Regions from separate parts of the Hordeum vulgare genome. Here region 1 is linked to region 2. A link is a contact called in public Hi-C data. All regions are on one chromosome and are shown on one strand. The core of a region is the stretch at or near the end of the contact, and the rest is flanking DNA. Distances in the headings are between cores, read along the strand shown.

What was found. Hi-C and Micro-C count contacts between places; a contact is called where the count stands out from the background.
Region 1: a contact with region 2 is called in a Hi-C map of leaf, with 6 times the contacts expected there. The contact joins the promoter of LOC123410030 here to the promoter of LOC123432511 in region 2.

What each region holds. Positions count from the first base shown.
Region 1 is chr1H:306,416,537-306,422,839 of MorexV3_pseudomolecules_assembly, reverse strand. LOC123410030 (kiwellin-1-like) reads right to left here and starts at 4,704. Exons shown (of 1, transcript XM_045102908.1): 1 at 3,895-4,704. The coding sequence starts at 4,682. The coding sequence ends at 4,104.
Region 2 is chr1H:306,131,081-306,137,494 of MorexV3_pseudomolecules_assembly, reverse strand. It overlaps LOC123432511 (CDT1-like protein a, chloroplastic), which reads right to left and starts at 1,441. Exons shown (of 8, transcript XM_045115397.1): 1 at 1,184-1,441; 2 at 1-29. The coding sequence starts at 14. It overlaps LOC123432537 (UPF0415 protein C7orf25 homolog), which reads left to right and starts at 1,552. Exons shown (of 3, transcript XM_045115398.1): 1 at 1,552-2,457; 2 at 2,784-2,950. The coding sequence starts at 1,552.

The sequences.
Region 1 (6,303 bases), core at 3,455-5,954, 280 kb before region 2:
TTTAGTGGCATGGATGCGGCAGCAAGGAGAGAAAGGCCACCTTGGACAATATGTCTGTGTTTACGTTCGACCGATCCATTATGTTGGTGAGCATGAGGACAAGAGACATGATGAGAAATTCCTATTTGCTGAAAAAAGGAATTGAGTTTTTCATATTCACCGCCCCAATCAGATTGTATGGCAAGAACTTTGCTATTGAATTGACATTCAACAAGAGCTTGAAAGTTGTGAAAAAACTTGAAACACATCAGAATGATTCTTAAGCAGATAAATCCGTGTATATTTGCTATAGTCATCAATAAAACTCACATAGTAAGTGTGCCTCCCAACACAGGAGGGGGCTGGTCCCCACACATCATAAAAAATAAGTTGCACAGGTTTAACAGAAACACTGGTAGAGACTCGGTATGGAAATTGATGACTTTTAGCTTTCTGACATGAATCACAAATAGTTTCTAAACTATGCTCACCAACAAATGGGAGTTTATTTTTGCTAAGAACTTGATGAACAATAGAAAAAGAGGGGTGGCCTAAACGATGATGCCATCTATCTAAAGAAATTTTGGTGACACCGAGCACTTGTTTATTGAGTCTCCTGAACTTGGGAATCAATAGTTAGAGTCCATCCACGCATCTACCTCAATAGAGTATTCTCTTCGTGACTTGATCCTTAATCAAGAAGAAAAGGGTGAAATTCTAGAAAAACATTGTTGTCAAGAGTAATGCGATGGACAGAGAGGAGACTTTTACTAGTGCTAGGTACACGAAGGACATTGTTGAGATGAATGGTTTTATGTGGGGTTTTAATAACTGAATGACCAACATGTCTAATCTCCATACCTGCACCGTCGGCGTTGTGGACTTGTTCATTTCCATTGTATCTCTCATGCATGGTGATTTTCTCCAGTTCACCGGTTATGTGATCAGTGGCACCCGTATGAGCATACCAGTTCGTGACAACTCCATAGGAGGTGTCAATAGCCGCAACTACTTTACGCTTTCTGGAGTTATCCTCTACATAGCACCACTTGCAATCTTTTTCAATGTGTTTAGGTTTATTTACAGATTTGGCAAATACCATCAAAGTTGTTCTTGTTGCGGTGTTGATAGTTCTTGTTGTAGCCAATGTTGTAGCCGCCACCTCCACCGTGATTGCCATGGCCGCCGCCATAGCCACCACCAAATTGGCCATGATAACCACCTCCATAGCCGTCGTTGCCTTGATGGGGCGGTGCTTCACTGTTGTTGGGGCCGCCAGCATGGCCACCATTGGGGTGACCGCCACCATAGCCACCATTGTGTCCGCCGTAGTTGTTGTCGTAGCCGTTGTTCTGACTGCGTCCACCTCCGTGGTGGCCAGGGCCACCGCTGCCCTGACCTCCATTATGAGGGCGACCCCTGAAACCACCGCCACGACCACGCCCCGCCAGATTGGCACACGATTTGAAACCTCCTGCGCCCGAGCTGTGGAATAGTTCAACTCGTTGATCAAAGTTACTCACCATAGAGAAAAGATCATCAACGGAGGGTGGCTCAACATGGACATCCAGCGCCTAGATGATGGGCTGGTAGTCCATGTCGAGGCCGGCAATGATGAAGGAGAGCAGCTGGCCGTCGGTGATGACTTCTCGAGCCATGGCAAGCTCATCGGCGAGAGCCCACATGTGATTGAAGTAGGCGGCGGCTGACTGGGTCCTCTTGTGTGTGTTGCTGAGGCTGATGCGAAGGTTGTTGATGCGCGAACGTGAGCTGGAGGTGAACATGCTCGTGATAGCCGTCCACGTTGCATGAGACTTCTCATGAGATGCAACTTCGATCAGCACCTCTTTTGAGAGATTGTTCAGCAAGTAGGCGAGTACTTGTTGATCTTCCCGTGCCAAGATTGTCTATTCGGGGTTGACGATGATTTGCTCCTTTCCATTAGAGTTTTTGGTGGTAAGGGTTTTGGAGGGCTCGGGGAAGGTTTTGTCTAGATAATCGTACATGCCCGTAGCTCGAATCTGTGATAGCACTTGTGCACGCCATAGGACGAAGTTGGTTCGGGTAAGCTTCTGAGAGACTTGGGTGTTTAGGCTAAAGTTGTGTGTGGAGGTGGAGGATGACGCCATGGAGGAAGCACACTAGTTGTGTTGGAAGAGAGGGGCTCTGTATACCATGTAAAATTGGTTGAAGCGTCTCAACCCTTCAAAGGAGAGCCCGCGGATTTATATTGATCCTCTCGATAGGATTAAAATGTTCGATTTGAGTAGAAACAAAAGAAGAGATAGAATCTCAAACTACTTTAATCTACAACAAACTCTATCTATATCTCTAGCTATCCTTGGCACACAAGCTAGGTTAAACCGGGAGAGGAAGAGGAGATCAACCGTGACTGTTGTCACATTATGTTACGGTCAATACAAAGTTCTATGGTGAACAAGGACTAGAGCAATGACACATAATTACATACCTACGCCCATGCACTACTTATATCACAAAATACGATATGTTTTTCTATTTCCTTTGTCTAGCTAAACTCGCTCATCTCATTGTTCTGTTCTGTTTAGTTCATTGAGGCCATCTTTTCCGATACAATCTGCACGAAAGAAACATTCCAATACTTAGAAACTCGTGTATCACAAAATTCAACGTGCTAACAATGTATAATTACCTTTGAGAATATTGTTGTCGTACTCACTTGTCGGACATTCAGATCATGCATTCAAGCTTCAATAAACATTTGATTCGAGCCACTCGTGGGCGTCGTTTTTCTTTTTGAAGGCGTTGCCATGACTCTCACCATGGCCTTCTTCGAGCTTTCGGGGAAACCCTGGGTTCGAATCTTCGGATCGGATGGTGACTACGCCACAACGTTGTTTCCCTTCTTGAAGACGCTATCTTGCTCGTTCATGGTGTCCCAGGTGTTGGCTCTGAAGATGTTCGATGTCGTGCTCATTCGTTCTGCCCTTGTAGTTCTAGGTTTGATCGATTGTTGTGTCTTTTCCTGTACGGGCCGAGCATCCCTCTCTTTCTACTCTCGGTTCCATGCTTATGTCTTCTTTGCATTGATGTTACGTATTATATCCTTTATTTATTTATTTTATCAATAAAGAGATAAACAAGTTTCATGTATTCGTGAAAAATAAAAGTTATCTGAAGCCCGCCCTTATACTGCTATTTTAGCTGTTTGCTTTCAAACAACATAGGAGTACCATATTGTCACGGTATCGTTTGTTCAGTGCCCTAAGGAGGCCAATAGTATTAGTTCGAACTCTAGTTTTGTTTGGGATGGCCATCCTTCCAGTATTTTTTGCTACCAGACATTGTGGAGGATGTAACCGTGATATGAGTTAATAAAGTGTGCCATATGACTTTCGCCTAAAAAAAGAGCGTACTACAACAGTCTAGCTGCATAGAGGACCCATTGTATTGCGAATCTCTTGCCTCTCAGTTGTAACACTATCAACGTGAAATGAAACCCCCTTCACCCAGTAAAAAAAATGGCGAAACTATCGAATTGTTGTACGGCTGGCCAAAATCTGAATGAACAGCAACAACATTATATATATCGATCTGCATAATTTAAGCCCTGTTTGGAACCATAATAGATTATAATAATCTGAATTATGAACATAGATTATATAATCTGGTTTATAAAAATAATCCAGGTGGGCATGTTTGGACGCCAGATTATATAAACTGTAAACCAGCTTTTAAATTGTACAATGACATGTTTGCCCTCAAATTACAAAGAAAAATAGGAAAGTAGCGGTGGCAATGCATAATTCTCTTGAAGTTTACAAGGATATCACGTCATTTGTAATCCATAATCTCATTTTAGCTGGGTAGAGGAGATTATGAGATTATAATAATCTGGTCATCTAGTTTATAAAATCTACAATATAAACTGTCCTATTTAAAAATACAATAGATTATAAAAACCAGATTATATAATCTGGATGGTTCCAACAGGGCCTTAAGCAGTTGCATGCATGCATGCGCATGCTTATTTATCCCGGCCTACTAATACGTGATGAAATTGAAATGCACGGACGACAGTGATACATAGCACTGATCCGAGTGCGCGTGCCGCGTTTGGTAGCTCGTGTACGGTGGTACCTAGGTCACGCGTCGGACCACGTGACCGGCACCACCCCATCGTCCGTGTCGAGCCCGAGCGCCTTCCACACCGCCGGCGACCCGTCGACGACGTTGTTCGCGCACGGGGGCTCGAAGTTGTGCTCCTCGTCGCAGCCGTGCTTCGAGTCGCACTCGTCCACCACCGTGGCCGTGGCGGACCTCCCGTTGGCGGCCCGGATCACGACGCGCTTCCCGCACCGCCCCCCACCGGAGAACCACCCCGTCGACAGCGCGACGACCAACTGGGAGTCTGGGTGGAACCTCTCGTCGCACTCGGACCTCCCTCCGCCGTCCCCGCCGTCGGCGAAGCTGTTGAGCGTGAGCGAGGCGCGGGTCCTCCCCGTGACGCGCGGGGAGCACGCGAAGGTTCTGTAGCGCCGCCCGTCTTCGCAGCACTCGGAGTCGTTCTCCGTGCTGCAGCTGCCGGACTCGCCGGCGATGGTGCCGCTTGGCTGGCATGTCTGGAGTAGAGCGCGGTGTGGGAAGCTGGTGGCCAGGGCTAGGGGAAGGGTCGTGAGCACGAGGAGGAGCGCGTAGGACACGGGACGAGTAGGAGTAGCCATGCTTGGTTCACTTTGTCCTAGTGCTGTGCTGCTGTGCGGCTGTGCTGTGTGTGGGCGCAAGCTTATATAGCCGCCCGCGGGCTAAGCGAGTAGGTTTTGATGGGTCCCTGCTAGCTGAACTCTCAGCCTGTCCATGCGCATGTACACACTTTCAGTCAAGAGGAAGGACACGGATTAGGAGTTACAGAGTTCTCGTGTGCTCTGCGTCCTGTGTATCTCTCTGAATTCTAAAATAAAAAAAATACTGGGAAAAGATAAAAAAAGTCATAAATTTTGGGATATCAAACATGGCCGACCATTGTATTGGCCCTGTTTGGATCCCACTCCTAGAGCTAGTTGGTGCTAGTTGGAGCTGAACTAACCCTTAAAATATCCAAACATCTGTGCTAGTTTGGATTAGATGAAAACTAACCCACAAAAAAACTATCCCTGAGAAGATGTGCTAATTGGAGCTAGTTGGGGTATACCAGTAAAAAAAAATCCCCATCCTCCCGCATCCACCGCTCTGGCCCCAGCCGGCCGCTACTCGTTCGCTCGCCCCAGCCGGCCGCTGCTCGCCGCGCTCGCGCCAGCCGACCGCGCTCGCCACCGCCTGACGACGCCGCCCCCGCCATCGCCTGCCGACGCCCCCACCAGCCCGCAACAGCCACCGCCGGCCACGCTCGCCCCGCCTGTCACTGTCGGCCCCGTCGCGTGCCACCGCCTGCCGTCGCGCTCGCCACCGCCTGACGACGCCGCCCCCGCCATCGCCTGCCGATGCCCCCACCAGCCCGCGACAGCCACCGCCGGCCACGCTCGCCCCGCCTGTCACTGTCGGCCCCGTCGCGTGCCACCGCCTGCCGCCGCGCTCGCCACCGCCTGCCGACGCCGCCCCGCCACCGCCTACCGACGCCGCCCCGGCCACCGCCTGCCGACGCCGCCCCGGCCACCGCCTGCCGACGTCGCCCCCGTAACCGCCTGCCGACGCCCCCACCAGCCCGCGACAGCCACCGCCGGCCACGCTCGCCCCGCCTGTCACTGCCGGTCCCGTCGCGTGCCACCGCCGGCCCCGGTCCCCGGTCCCGCCTCCCACCGCCGGCCCTGTCCCGCCTCCCACTCTGCGATGGACGGAGACAGCTTCGACGCTTGTCGTGCCATGGCGACCGCATCGGTAGGCAGGGACGGAGATGGGAACCGGAAGAGGAGGAAGCAGCAGGGTGGCTTCAAGACCATGCCGTTCATACTAGGTGAGCAGAGCACGTACCAGCGGTTTTACTTGCATCAGCATTTGGCATCTGCAGATTCACTCGGGATAATCCGAGGAAACAAGCGAGCATTGTAGCCTCGTTCAGTTCGATTTGGGCCGCATCCAGGCGAAGATTACGAGCTACATGTGACCTTTGTATGATTTATTTTTTCTGTATGCAAAGACCTACGCTTCTCTCTCTGTGTGTGTCTTTGAAAATCTGGATCGATTTTTGTTAAGCCTGATTGATGACTTTTATGTTTAAGTGGAGTGTAGTTTTATTTTGTTAAGCCTGATTGATGACTTGTATGTTTAAGTGGGACGTCTTATTTGTATGGACAAAATAAAATTTATCATATTTTGGATATTTGATTTGCAAAGATGATTTTAATATCA
Region 2 (6,414 bases), core at 192-2,691:
TTCCCCTCAACCATTCTCAGCTCCAAGCACTACAATAATAAGCTAATCATGTGTCAGACATCTTTCTTACAGTAATGTGTTCGAAATCAAATAGGGCACAAATGGGGCTTGCATACAAGTACATCGGTAAGCTGCAGGCAAAAAGTACAGCCTGGCACTAAGAAAGCATAGCAAAATAGCCATATCAACCTCTTTAGTCATAGTATCTCCCAGGTTTACTAAATACTGGTCACATACCAATCTAGTCCTCATGGCTCCAAAACAAACCATCTTTTACAATCAAAAATACAGAATTGCAGATGCAAAGTCTCTGCTTGTGTAAATATATCTGAAATGTAAACTACCACCAAATTATGCTAGCCCCAACTGCAGCAAGGATGGGAGAGGAGGGACTTGGGGTTTGGTATAAGTTCTAACAGAAACTTCAGTTTTTTTTAATGAGCTTGGGTTTGGTTTTGCTGTCAGCTTAACAGGGAACTCTGAAGAAGAGAGGATATGAAAGAAGAGAGATGAGACTATGGAGTGACAGAGAACAGAGGCGGCGGCTGCGGAAAGAAATAAAAGGAGGGGAACCCTAAACTTCCCCTTCTGTGGTCTGTGGGGTGAGCCAAACCTTGCACGCATTTTGGCAAGTAGTTCTAGCCTGAGAGGTTCCAAACTCGTGGTTAACACCCACCAAATATGATAATTGCAGGTAGAAGTTCTATTGGTGCCAAATTTGGGGATGGTTTACGAAGTTAACCACAGGACAGAAAATCTGTGCATATCCACTACGAAATATCAGAGAAATACATCACCAGACGAACGACCAGAGCTGAATCAAGAGAAAATAATAATATCAACAACTACCTGTCGCTCCCCCAAAGTAAGATTCAAAAGTTAGACAGGGAAAATTAGCATAGCATTCCAATTTTAAAAGGAATCTGACAAATACCACAAACCCTAGGCGCTTCTCCACGGCTCGTCACAGCATAGCCTGACCAGTGGCCGGACGAATCACCCGCGCGACTCCGGCCACCACAAGGCATGGGCGCTCGGATGCAAAACACACCACCCCGCAGAACGCGAGAAACAGAAACGACGGGACACACGGAATCGACGAGACGAAGCACACATCGATAGTGGCGGCACCAAATCGGCATGTGCGAGACCAAGGAGAGGGTGTAGATCTAGAGAAACGTACCGGCGAACCGAGGTCCGGAAGCCCGTGCGGTCTCGGATCTGGCGAGGTACGGCAATTCGGGCGGGCTAGCTCGCCGTGGGAGCGGCCGGCGGCGGCGGGAGTTCGTCGTTTGGGGGTGGGAAATTGGAGAAGAGAAGGGGGAGGCGGCCGAAAGAGACCAAATGCCACGGTGCGGTTCAAAATGACCCGAGCCCAACGGTTACATTTCTGGCCTTCTTATACGCCAGAACGGACGCCTCTTTTGGGCCGGTCGGCAACTAGGTCCAAGGACTTCCCCGCAACTGGGCCGGCACACCTCGACCCACGCCTGGTTCTTCCCCACGAATCTGGCCGGCTCCTGCTTCATGGAGCAGAGCAGAGCGGCGACAATGGCCGAGCCTCCCGCCGCCGCCTGCCACACCGAGCTGGAGCTCGCGCGGGCGCAGTGCCGCGCGCTTCACGACCGCCTCGCCGCGTCGCCGTCCCTTCCGCGCCACCCCGCACTCCGCTCCCTCCTCCGCCTCGTCGCCGCCGAGCTGCGCTTCCTCGCCTCGTGTAACCACCCTGACCCCGCCAGGCCACTCTCCTCCAACCTGCCACACCTCGGGGCGCTCCACCTCCTCCTCACCCACCCCGCTGTGCGCTCGCCATCTCGCCTCTCGCCCCTCCCGGGCGTGGACTTTGCCTGCGCCTTCCGCTCCCGCCCCGCGTGGGTGCTCCTCTCCGCGCGCAACCCTTCGGGATTCCAGTGGGTCCCGTGCAAGGGCCTCAGCTCCCGCGTCGCGGCCGTGCTGGATGCCGCGCGCTCCGCTCCGCCAGCAACCCGCCCGGAGAAGCTGCTGCTCGCCTTCTCCCGTGGCGTCGGCGCGGACATCGTGTTGGGGCTCGCCGACGGGTTCGGGGCCGTCGAGGTCGACTTGCTAGCGGAATTTGTTGTCGATTCCGAGGACGACAAGGAGGAGGACGGCTGGGTTAGCGTCAGCTTCCGCCCCAATGAGGAGATGAGGGGCTTTAGGGCGTTCGAGATTGAAGTGGTGGATGGTGGCGGTGAAGTGTTGTTACCGCCACCGCACCGGGACGTGGAGGAGGGGATCGGTGACCAATTGGAGGGTTGGTTTGCTGACTTCTTAGGGAAGATGAGGATGAACTCCATGGAGATGGTGAATCTAGACACGACGGCCCTCATTGCGATAGTATCAGGTATCAGCAATGGTGGGGTGGGGAGGCTGATGGGTGCACCGGAGACGGAGACCAGGGCCAGGTTCAAGTGCAACTACAAGTTCGTCATGGATCAGGTGCTTTGGAAATATTTCATATTCAACCTACAAGAGTGTGTTCATAAATAATCTAGTTCATCTAGTTAATTGACTTCCAGGTTTCTAATGTTGTTTGATAAATCTTGACTGTAAATGTCGACAATATTTACATGTTGCCAAAGTTCTACAAAAAATGTTTATATAGTCCACAAAACATGATAAATCAAAATTCAGAAGAACATATTATCCATTACCATCAGTGAAACCTGTTTTCTAGAAAACAAAGTAGAGGACTATGTTGCCAACAAGAGCTGTAAATCTTGTGTCAAACTTAATGCCATGTATTGTACTCATACTTTTTGTAGGCGCAATCCGAGCTCCAATCTCCAATATTTGTTGAGCTGGGGAAAGCAGTGGACGGAAAGAAATGTATCATATGTGAAGCGGTTAACTCAGAGTTCAACGAAATTGTTTCAATGTGTGGCGGGCCAGAGGAGAAAACCAGAGCAAATCAATTACTGAAACAACTTATGTGAGTTTTCTTATACGACTTTGTTTCTATGAGTTACGCAAGCATAAAATATTTATGTTTCCTAATTCTAATGGACCTTTGATTCAAATGTATCATACCCTAGTTTTTAATGTTATCTGGTCAAGTTTATGTAATGACCTACACATTTGCGATCAGAGTGATCAGACAACACTGATGGCCCTTTATCTGTCTAGTATCAACTCTAGTTTTCTGTTTTGATTCCATAGCCTGTCTCGTTTTTGCAGCAGATTTCTTTCTATGAGTTAAGCAAGCATAGAACCTTTATACTTCGTAATTCTAATGGGCCTTTGATTCAAACGTATCAACTCTACTTTTCAACGTTATCTGGTCAAGTTTATGTAACGGCCTACATTTGCGATCAGAGTGATCAGATAACACTAATGGCCCTTTATCTGTCTAGTATCAACTCTAGTTTTCAGTTTTTATTCCATAGCCTGCCTTTGTATTCACAGCAAATTTACTCGGTAGTTTCTTTCTGCTTCTAATTTTCTAGTCATTTTTCCTTCTTATTTTAAAGGAAAAACTTGTAGTGCGGACTAAGAGAAAAAATTCAGAGAGAGATATTTGCCATCAGAGCATACAGAAAGTTTGATCTGAGCTCTAATTCACTAATTTGTTATCAACTTCCAGTTTCATGACAAATTCACTTTTAGTCTTTGGTCTATTACAATTACTTAGTCAACAACAACAACAAAGCCGTGTTCAAAAAAAAAAAAAAAACTTTGTCCCAAACAAGTTGGTCTAGGCTAGAATTGAAACCCGTAAGATCTCGAAACCAAGTCATGGACAAGCTTCTCTTCCATCGATACTACCCCAACTCTATCATGTACATCATCATTCCGGACCGGATCCTTTCTTGTGTGGCCATGTATCCATCTCAACATGCACATATGTGCTACATCTAACTGTTGGAGATGTCGCCTTTTAGTTGGCCAACATTTAGTGCCATGCAACATCACAAGTTGAATCGCAGTCCTGTAGAACCCGACTTTAAGCTTTTGTGGCACTCTCTTGTCACAGCAGAAGCTTGGCGCCACTTCATCCATCCAACTTTGATTTGATGGCTCAAGTCTGTTAGGAAAGCAACTTATCTATATTGAAGGCCCAAGGGGCATATATATATTACACATGACTTGAGGTGCAAGGAAAGTAAACATAGACTAATAAGGACTCCTAGACTAATACTAATAGACTAATAAGGACTCCTAGACTAATACTAATACTTCCTAACACCCCCCTCAAATGCAAAGCGTATGCAATAGCATTGCATTTGAAGAAGTGTAATACTAAAAATGATAATCCAAATCCGCGTCTTGAGAGTGTCGTCGTAGCATGAAGAGTCTTCAAAACTTGTCGAGTCGCCGAAGGAGAGAACGAAGAGATGGCACATCAGAGGTAGACACCGCATCACTTGAAAATACAAGATAAGTATAATTCTAAAAATGATAAGTATCAAGAGAAGATGGATTGTCAAAAGAAGATTGCACATCAAGAGGAAGACACCGAAGAGATGGCACATCAGAGGAAGACACCGCATCACTTGAAGATACAACATAAGTATCAAGAGAAGATGGGTTGTCAAAAGAAGATGGCACATCAAGAGAATAAAGCATTGCGCGGAAAATCATAGTCCACGACAACCGTCGGCGAAAGAAGCTCGGCGGATAAGGCACGATGGACGTAGATCGACAATGCAAAAGAAGTCCAGACAATCCTATAGAAAACAACAAGGGCAAGTAGGCCACAAAAGTTGCATAGAAAGGATCAGGACCGGAGAAAGGCTGACGGACTAAGGTATGGTGGACTCGCATGGCATGAGAAAACACAAAATATCAACGGATTTGGTGGACGCTGCGGAAAACAAAAAAAAAACTAGAAAACACACACTAGATTAGGGATGATGGCAGCGGAAGAGAAAAAAAAATAAGATCATGGTGGCGAAGGCCAATTCCAACCAGAGTGTGCATGAGACGGTCCTGACTGTGTAGAAGATGGTTGCTCAGTGCGGGAAGCCTGAGTCAGAATACCAGCAGTACCCGTCGAGGAAGAACCTGAAGCAGCGAGCAGACGCTTAAGTCGCAGAATATCCTGCTCAGTCAAAGCGATGGTTGAAGCTGTCGAGGTAGATGACGAAGTCTCTGTAGATGATGATTGCGCCTGGCGCAAGTGTTTCTTCTTCGTGTAGCAGTGGGACTCAATATGACCATCATTGTTGCAGTAGTCACAATGTGGACGGGGGCGACCTGAGCCTCCAGAAGGACTGGGCAAGAGCGGCGGAGCACTCGAGTGAGAAGGGGTCGGTGCAGCAGGGGGCGTAGAAGTAGCCCGAGCAGCGAGCACCAAGGGAACCTCCAGCAAACCAGCACCACGTAAGTGAGTCTCCTCAGCACGAATCTCAGAAAGCGCCTCCATGAGAGAAATACGGCCACGAGCAAACAACTGAGCACGCCGAGGCTCAAACTCCTTACGGAGCCGAGACAGGAACTCGTAGACGCGATGAAACTCCAAGTTGGCCTGGACAGCCTCGCAACAGCGGCAAGTACGACAACCAGCAGTGCGGAGAGAATCGAGCTGGCGCCAGATAGCAGAACTCTGTGCATAGAAGTCATCAACGGTAGAGTCATCCTGCTGAAGAGCATGCTCCTGACGGACCACAGAGAGGTATAAGGCATCACCAGAGGGCTCATAGCGATGACGAAGGCGGGTCCACATCTCAAATACAGTAGGAAGGCTCAGAAACTCAGAAGCAAACTGAGGCAGAATACTAGCAGTGAGAACAGCGGCAGCACGAGCATCGTCATCAAGCCACTTGGTGTAAACGGACAGAGCACCATGATACACCTGAAGAGCCTCCTCATAAGCCAAAACCTGCTCATCGTAAGCACGGATAGCAGTCTCATCAGCACCCTTAGCTGCATCCTTCGCAGTCTGAGGGGCATCCGCAGAAAGAGCCGGAGGGATCGGCAGAGTGGGAGCCACAGGAGGAACCGGACGTGGCGGACAACAAACCTCGCCAGAAAGAATACCCCATAGACGGATGCCATGCATGTGGATGCGCATGAAGCCAATGAACTCGGTGTAGTTAGTGCCATCAAAGATCACCGGACAACGAGGAACAACAACGTAACCGGATGCAGGCATTTTTTATTATTATTATTATTATTATTATTATTATTTTTAGGAATCAGCAGTAGCAAGCCGGATCCAATTGAGATCAGGACGGGATCGGGGCGGCGGCTGGCGGTTGCTGCAACAGGAGGCGGATCCGAGTCCGATCGCGAGAAACAACAGTAGGTAGCCGAGCCTCGATCTGGTGCGGTGGCTGCAAGGGAGACAGCTCCTCCCGATGGGACCCTGGAGCTGCTTCGATCCGGTGCAGGGGAGACAGCTCCTGCCGATGGGACCGTGGAGCCCCTGTCCCGCGACTGGATGACTCGGCGACT